Regions from separate parts of the Rattus norvegicus genome. Here region 2 is linked to region 1. The links are chromatin contacts, called in public Hi-C maps. All regions are on one chromosome and are shown on one strand. Each heading gives the region's core, a stretch centred on a gene start, on an enhancer-like site or on the middle of the called end of the contact. The rest is flanking DNA. Distances are from core to core; before and after follow the strand shown.

Region 1 (4,335 bases), core at 744-3,243:
CAGGCCCACTCTCTCATTTTATTATTTTATGTCATGGGCTCTCTGCCTACACGTATGTCCCTGCATCATGTGCAGAGACCAGAAGAGGGCACCAGATTCTCTGAAGTGGAGTCACAGACAGTTATGAGCCATTGCATGAGCACTCTGGAAGAGCAGCCAGTGCTCCTAACTACTGAGCCATCTCTCCAGGTTCTGATTTTTTTTTAACCTTAAGAAAGTTAACTATTATAGAACTCGAAGTATAATAAAAGAGTTTAAATTATTTACTTGGCTGAGGACTTTACTCTATTGCAGAACCCAGAAGTGAAAATAGGTAAGAAAGTTCTGAGGACTCTTCTTATTTAGGAAGTAAAATTCACCAGAGATGAGCTGTGTACAAGTGAGGCTCAAACACTAGTTTTGTGGCTTGAAGGGGTTATTTAGCTCTGTGCTTGCTCAGTGTACAGAGGTGAGCACATTGACATCATAATTCCTACCTCTGGGGCTAGACATCCCTGCACCACCCAGAGCTTAGCGCTGTCAGAGGCCAAGAAGCTAGAACCTGTGGTGTGCCAGGCAATCTCCATGGAAGGGAAAATTCAGAGCCTATGGTGGCTTGGATGCTCAGTTGTGGGAAATAAAACATTAACTGCTCCGAGGCTGCTGTGTTTTATGCTATCCGTGCGGGTGACTTGTATGGCGGCCAAAGCTGCCACTTGAGAGTGAAGTCAATAGAAAAAAAGCACTTTGTATACTTCTTTTTATATCTACGCTAAATAACAATAGATTGTTTCAAATACAGCGGAGATCTTTATAAAGTTTTTAAACATGCACTTCTAACTGTACCGTTAGACAACCGAACACAATGTCAGGGTCTGCTTAAGGGAAATAGAGTGTAGGAAGAAGAGCTGGGGGCCAGGCACGGGCACGCTCTGGAAATACCGTGATATTCGATATCAAGTATTTATAGCAGATGTATTTCCTGACCTGGATAAAATGCTTAAACTCAGTCGTGTCGCTTACCAGTGACCTAATGGGTGCCATTTTAAGTAAGACAATGAGTAAATGGAGGTAATAAGAAAATGGAGGGCCCCAGGGCTGCAGCCTAGCTAATTCCGGGCGGTAGAGGAGCTCCCGGGTACCCCTGACCCCCAAGGGTAAGATATTTATTTAATGATTAGCGAGGCGCTGTTCAAAACCAACCACACATCTTTGAAGGAAACTGTTGGCAGGGAAGGGGACTGGGGGCTGCTGATCCATTCCTAGGCGTTTGACTAAGTCAGGCTTGGGGGGCGTTCGAAGGGCCGGGGAATCGGCGCTCGACTCAGCGACCCGGGCCAGGTGGCTGCGGCCTGGGCCAGACGCACGCCCCTCGCGTGGGCGCGTCGGGGGCTCGGTGGGCATTGGCGGGGCCGGGAGGAGGAGGGCGCGTGCGCGAAGGGAGGTGTGAGGTGGGGGGAGTGGCGCGCGTGAGGTGAGGGAGGCGTGAGGTGAGTGAGGAGTGGGCACATGGGGGGAGCGTGAGGGAGGAGCGCCGGGGGAGGGGCGCGGGGGGAGAGGGGCACGTGAGTGGAGGGGGCGCGTCGGGGGAGGGACATGTTGGAGGGAGGGGTCGCGTGGACGGACCACCGGGCGGGGCAGCTGGGCCTCCGGCGCCCCCTGCGGGCGGGCTAGCGGGCGAGCGGCTCCACGCATTCCTGTCAGGTTGCTTGGCCTGAGGCTAGCCGAGCTGGTGCTGGGGGGAGGGGCTGCCGTGGTGAGGGTGTGCGTGCGCGGCGTCTCTGTCCCGGAGCGCGGCCTGTCCGACCCTCACCTCAGGGCGTGCATGCCGTGCGGCCTGTTCTCCAGGCCTCTGTCCTTCCCTCGCGCTCCTTTGGGTGCGTGGTCCCGCAGGGTCTTCACGGAGGAAAGGTTTCTGTCTAGTCAGTTATGCGTGAACGTCTGCGCTTCTGAAATAAGTATTCATTGTTTGTTTGCAACAGGGTCCGGCTCTGTAGACCAGGCTATCCCTGCCTGGCTTCCGTCTTCCACCTCTCAAGTGTAGGGATTACTGTTGGGAGCCACTGGCGTCTGACTAAGTATGTTTTCACATGTAGAAAAATTACAAGGAACCCGCAATCCCATACTTTCATACAACGAGTAAAAATCACAGAGAATGTGGTACTAAATACGGTCAGAATTACAGAAAGGTGTGTTATTACTTCTACAAGCAATAAGCTGTACTCACAAAACAGGTTTCACTGTGGACTCCAAAAAGTACTTGAGGTGATATTCTTTAGTGAATTTTGCACTGTATTTCTGTATTACACAGTGAAACATGTTTTTTGTGGTTGTAGCCCAACCTGACCTCAGCTGAGACTGGCCTTAAATTGATCCTCCTGCTTCCACCATCCCAGGGCAGAACCACGGGACTCTGAAATAAGAACTTTGTGAGAATATCTAAACCTAAAACTTTAAAAATGTATTACCTTACATTAAAATGTAACAAGGTTTATTTTAGGGACTATTTTTTTAAGTGATTTATTTACATCATGAAAGTTCCAAACTCACCATCCTTTAGAATCTTCATGGCATGACTGACTACATGAATCTTCAGCTAGAAAAAAATAAAAATAAAAAATTTAAACTTAACAACCCGGGGAAATCAGTTGACTCAAATTGTCTTAATTTAGAATTATTTTATACCTTGATTGCTAGTGCATTCATGCATAATGAATTTTTATTCATCATCTTCTCTATGCCAGGAACTGTCCCAGGTTATTGAAACACAGTAAGAAGGAAAAAAAATAATTTTTTTTGCTTTCCAGGGAGAAAGATAAACGACTAAACACACAGTAACAATTACAGAGAAGTGTTGTAAAGAATACAAGACTGGGAAATGCACAATTTTAGATAAAGTTTTTCCCCCCATTGGAGTACATCAGAATTAAAATATCTGATAGTTTTATTCCGAACTAAAGTTACACCAACTTTTGTACAAGAAAGAGAAAAAAAATATTCTTGTTACTGTGTGTATAGGTCTTTTTTGTATGGTGTAACATTTAAACTTAATTTTAATTTGTTGTTTCATGCCTTTTTTCTACTTTCCTTTAGAAAGGAGAATTAGATCATACATGTTAGTGTTAAGATCCACTTACATTCTGAGGCAGCAGAGCTATAAAAACATGGTTTGATGACTTTTATTTTATTAATCTTTTGTTGATTAAAATGTTCCCAATCTAGACAGAAAACATTTTGCAACTTCCTGGACAATAAACACAATATTGATTAGCATGTTTCAGATAACTTTTCAAATCCTGAAATTGTTTGAGTAAATAGGTGTAAAGTTCTGCTCGTGTATTCCTGAATGATTCCTGCTTACCTTCTGCTCTGTTTTTCTTGGCTTTTGTTTATCGTGTAGTCAAATTATTTTAGACATTTATAGATTCTTCACTTGCTTTAAATTTTGCTATTTCTTTTTGTTGGTGACTGAGTGGTTAAGAAATTAAGAACAACAACAGTATCAACTAACCAGACCCCCTCAGAGCCCCAGGGACTAAGCCACCAACCAAAGAGCATAGGTGGGCTGATCCACGGCCCCGATACGTACATAGCAGAGGGTTGCCTTGCTTGGCATCAGTGTGAGGGAGGCACTTGGTCCTGGGGAGGCTAGAGGGGTGAGGTGGGAGTGGGTGGGTGGTTGAGGAACACACTCATAGAGGCAAAGGGGAGGAGGGATAAAGAGGTGCTTGTGGATGGGGGATGGGGGAATTAGAAAGGAAGGAAGAAAGAAAAGAAATTGAGACGAGAAAAATAAATAAATATGGGGTGGTAAACCAACTAACTAAAACAATGAAGAACCTGCAATATCCTGGTTCATAAGAAACATTCCAAAGTCCAGACAGGACTTATCCTCCTGTGCAGTTTACCAAGAGGTGCACTTGAAGTATCCTTCCTACCCAGCTCACTCCTGCATGTGGTTTTGGTCTTTATTAGAGAAGTCTCTAACACTGGCGGCACAGTCTACCTTGGTAATGGGCTCTTTGCCATGAGATGGTGCTCTTGTAGTTTTAAAATTTTAAATTTCTGTCCTGGGGACAAATTTCCAGTGTCATCCGTCGTATAAGAAATGGAAGTGATGATTTGTCCATCTGATCTCATTGACCTACAGAACACTCATTATGTTTCAGAATTTAGAAAAATAAGGTAATAGTTGTAATGTATAGTGGGGTTGGATAATTGATGAAAAAGGAGCAAGGTATGCCTTTAACATGGTGACACACACTGAAGGACGTAGTAGAATTTGCTAGGTGTGGAAGGGAAGTACATTCTAAGCATCGGCGCAGTTGTAAGAAGGACACGTGGGAAAACGCATGA
Region 2 (4,335 bases), core at 1,106-3,605, 130 kb after region 1:
GATAAGTTACAAGTTTCTAGAACTTTGATTTTACTGGGCTACAGGGGATGTGAGCAAAGTTCCCGGAGGGCAGAGAGACAGCCTGGAGAGGGCGGCTGTAGAATGCCTGGGGCTAGCATGGCGTGATGTGTGTGTCAGGCGAGGTAACAACCAGCCAAGGGGACAGTGTGAGAAAGTGGCTGTCAGAGAGACAGCCGGAGCGCAGGTCTCCCACGGATCCACGCGGAGTGGGAATGCGCAGGTACAGGCTCAGGGAACATTGCAGAAGAAGGAACAGAAAGATTGCATGGGCCAGAGAATAATGTCAGAAGCTACACACATAGAGTCCCACCAAAATGGCTCAAGTCTGAGCTGAACGAAGATGACACCAACAGGCAAGTCTAAGTACATGGGGGAGGCCTCAGCCATTCACAAGAACTAAAGGCAACTAAAGGATGCTGAGAATGGGAGAAATAATTTTCCCCAGGGAAGAGCACACCCATTGGTGTTATCCAATACCAATTGGTCATCCCTGAAGACAAGTAACATACAACTGAACAGGTTATATTTAGGAATATGTATGTATATACATACACTTATATGCATATTAATGAAAAAAGAGGCTGTGAATTTGAAAGAGAGCAGGAGGGTATAACAAGGCAAGACAGTGTAGAGGCTCCTCCATCTTCAATTCTTACCGAGGCCACTTCAGGCTTAACTAGAATTTGATCTCCCTGATAGAGAATCCCATGGAAAATTACCCAAATCTATTCTAAGAACCCAAGGTCAAGATGCTCCAGCTAATTTAGCTTTTACTAAACTGCCTCTCATGCAGACCTCTTCCTGCAGCTGTTGAGCATAATACCAGGAGAAGTGGCTTTAAAAGCCCCTCGCTCCAAATGCCCAGGGACACACATAGGTCCCAGACACCAGAGTAGGGCCTGGATAACTGGAATGAAGACTTTCAGTTGGCTATAAACTATGTGTGAGCGGTCATCTCTGGTGGGCTCCTCATAATAAGTGGCATATGGAAGGGTTTGGAGGGAGGAAAGGGGAAAATAAAAGAAAAAAATAAAGAGAAAGATAATCTGGTGGTGGTGGCCTATGCCTTTAATCCTAGCAAATGTGAAGCAGAGGCAGGAGGGTCTCTGAGTTGGAGGGCAACCTGGTCTACAGAGTGAGTTTCATGAAAGCCAGGGCTATTCAAGCAAGTCCTATCTCATAAAGGGGGGGGGGTATGGGTGAAAGAAAGGAAGGAGGATGGAAGGGAGGAAGGAAGGAGGGAAGGAAGGAAGGACAGACTGAAGAACTGAAGATTCAATCCAGGCCACTGAAACCAAAGGCTCTGTGTTGCTGGGAGCACTGAAAAGTAAGAGGAATGAAAGCAAGGCTGTGCTGCTGCAGTTACTTTGTAACACCAGGGAAGACCGGCCCCAGGACTAAGCTGGCCTAAATACAGGAAGGGGAAAGTAAGAAAATAGTACTCCAGAGAATACAACCATGCTAGGTGGACCAGGTCCTGGATACACAGCCATACCCTCCACAGCAGTCCTCTGGCTGTTCAGTTGCAGGAGCAAACAGTTTTCTGGCTCAGAAACTCACAGGGGATAACATCTGACTCGCTCCTTCTAAACATAGGTTTTAAAACCACTGAGAGGTTGGCTGATATTAAAAAACTGATGGGACAAGTCCTCCCTGGGTCCCCCAACACAGTGACGTGCTGCCACCTGCTGGCCAAAGAGCAGAACGGGCCCCAGAAAGCCGTGTGAGGGTGAATGCTGGGAAACGCCTTAGAGGGTCACCTAAGAGGGTCAACTAAGTGGAGACTCATTCTCTGTTAATGTGTGATTTTAAACCTTTGCATTTTTTATTGGCTTTTCTTGGAAACAAGCTCTAGTGTAGTCTAACCCAGACTAGCTACATAGCTTCTAACTGCTACATAGCTGTGGCTGACCTTGAACTTCTGATTCTCCTACCTCCGGGCATCGTCTTTATAATCAGACAAAAACCATCAAAATACTCACTTTAGGAGACTGTGTTTCGTATCTTATGACACTGGCTGTTTTACTGTTCTTAGGTACATGAATTAACGTCTGCCTCTTTTTTAAAATAAGCAACTCCACAACCACAAAGAAGGTCTCTTTTAGTCTCTAGGCTCATGGAATATTTCTGGAAATTCTCTTTGGAAATTCTCTGAATTTACCTAGCTTTTAAGGATTTTCAGAACGTTTGTCCTGTTCTTGACAGTACTCGGAAATTTCGGCCCCTTTGGAATTTGGTGTCTGTTAAGTCATGCCTCAACCCCAACTGAGCAGGTCAGGACTTGATAGCAAATGATGTCAGCTTCCCTCTAGCCTCGTTTTCAGCAGGCCACGTCACGATAACCGCAATGGCCTGATGCCACCGGCAGGTGGCGCTGCGTGGCCTGCTCTCCACCCGGACCGCGCCTGAGGCCCACGCGGGACCCTCATCTTGCTCAAGTCTGGCTGCCGCTGCCCTCGCTCTTAGCTCGCCAAGAAACGTCTATTTCACGGCTTTGGCTTCTGTCCCTGTGACTCTGAGACTCACGGAGGCCCGATACCCACACATTCCCTCCTGGCTCAGCTCTGTTCAGCGCAGCAGCGTCAGAGCACATCAGGTGCTTGAGCCAAGCTCGCATTCCTCCAATCCTTTGAATTCACCTTGCAGAGCACCCTGTTTTCCCCCAAGACCTTTCCCCTCAGCCGTTCCAGGAGCCTCTTCCTCCTTCAAGGTTCACCCTCATTTCACCACGTTTGTGAGTGTGCAGCCTGGTGCTTCAGGGCAGATGACCTGGCCCCACGCCATCTATAGCCCATTTCCTCTTTGTCCTCACCCCTGCGGCTCTTTCACCAACGGTTCTTGGTGAAACTGCCCCTGCATTTGGGACAGGAGGCATGTGTGTCAGGAGCACAGCCTCTCTGTCTTAACGTGCCTGTGGGCTTTGTGCCAGAGTTCAAAGCCTGGACTCTCCACTTAGCACTCTGCGACCTGGGGTAAGTTACTGCACATCTCTGAACCACGCAGGCATTCTATTGTAGTGGTCTTGATGGTTGTCTCTGTAACCTACCGAGGGCAGCAGAGAGAGAACAGTTACAAAAGGTGGTGTCGGGAGCTGTAGTTCCTTACAGCAAACCCAAAGATGTACCTGACATTACTCCCTTCTGAAGGGAAACTATGTTTCAAAACAGAAATCGGTTTTCCTTAATTTAGTGTATACATGGCCCAGGATGGTGCAGGAGACACAGCAAGGGCTCAGATATTCATTGGGGTGAGGTACCTGACAGAAGGTTCTTGCTCTACTCTCTGAGAGTTTTTTGTTCTGTTGGGTTGAGAATTTCACGTGTGTATACAATGTGCTTTTGATTAAATCCGGTCCCCATGCCCCAGCCTCCAGCTCCTCCCCCATCTCCTTTAGGTGCTCTGTTTTGTTAAAGCCCAGTGTCTGTTAGTGCTGTTTGTCGAGTAGATGGAGCCTGAGTAGCCTCCCTCCCATGTCTGGAACACCCCACCCCCACTCCAGCACTCATCAACTGCCAGGTTTTAGATGCAGTTTCCTGGAGAGGCAGCGGTAAGACAATGATGATGTCACACAGCTTTCTGAATGTTGGGATTCAGGCACGCAGGACACAGGTTACACTGCTGGGGTTGTGTCTCTCTCTTGGCATTCAGGATCAGGAACGGGAGCGAACTGCAGTGGCCTCAGGGAGAGGATCCTGGTCCCCCAATACTCCACGTGGTCCTGAACAGGTGCAGAGGTGGCTCACAGGGTGGAGCCACAACCCATGACGCAGAGTCTCAAAACATCACTGTTTTCAATAACTTTTTTAAAAATGTATCTTTTAAAAAAGATACCCTGTATCAATCACACCTGGGAATTTTTGCAAAGTCTTTGTCTGGGCATGGCAGTTACCCCAGTCCTTCAACAACTTCTGTCTGACCATACTGGGCAGATTGTGCAGTGATCATCTGTCCCATGATAAGACTGCTGCGCTGTGCTTTGTAGGGTAGCACCTCCTTGCAATTGCAGCTCTCAGGAGGCTGAGGCAGGAAGAAAGGAAGTTGGAAGAAGCTGGTCTGGAACCACATGTGGTGATGCCTGCAGCCGTCAGGAGGCCGAGGTGGGTAGATCCCTGTGAGTTTGAGGCCAGCTTGGTCTAGAGTTCCAGGACAGGCATGGGTGTGTAGAGAGAACCTGTCTCATAAACTACATTAGCAACAATAACTTATAACCCCCATTTGACACATCTTAAAAGCAGATCCAAAGTCTGGAGAGTGCTCCCACTGTAAACATGTTGTCCTCAGTTCAGACCCCAGAACACATATATTAAAAACCAG

Evidence for each region. Hi-C and Micro-C count contacts between places; a contact is called where the count stands out from the background.
Region 2: a Hi-C map of kidney shows a contact between it and region 1, with 4 times the contacts expected there. The contact joins the enhancer-like site here to the promoter of Hfm1 in region 1. A contact is called at or near these places in 4 of 12 Hi-C or Micro-C datasets (the A7r5 cell line, Schwann cells, frontal cortex and 1 more).

The regions. Positions count from the first base shown.
Region 1 is chr14:3,000,598-3,004,932 of GRCr8, forward strand. Hfm1 (helicase for meiosis 1) reads left to right here and starts at 1,994. Exons shown (of 39, transcript NM_001412564.1): 1 at 1,994-2,057.
Region 2 is chr14:3,131,701-3,136,035 of GRCr8, forward strand. No RefSeq gene overlaps it. Among named protein-coding and RNA genes, the nearest start is that of Zfp644, 120 kb to the right of the region's middle. Within about 2 kb of position 2,356, at least 18 of the 93 cell types and tissues checked have an H3K27ac peak or open chromatin away from gene starts, as enhancers often do.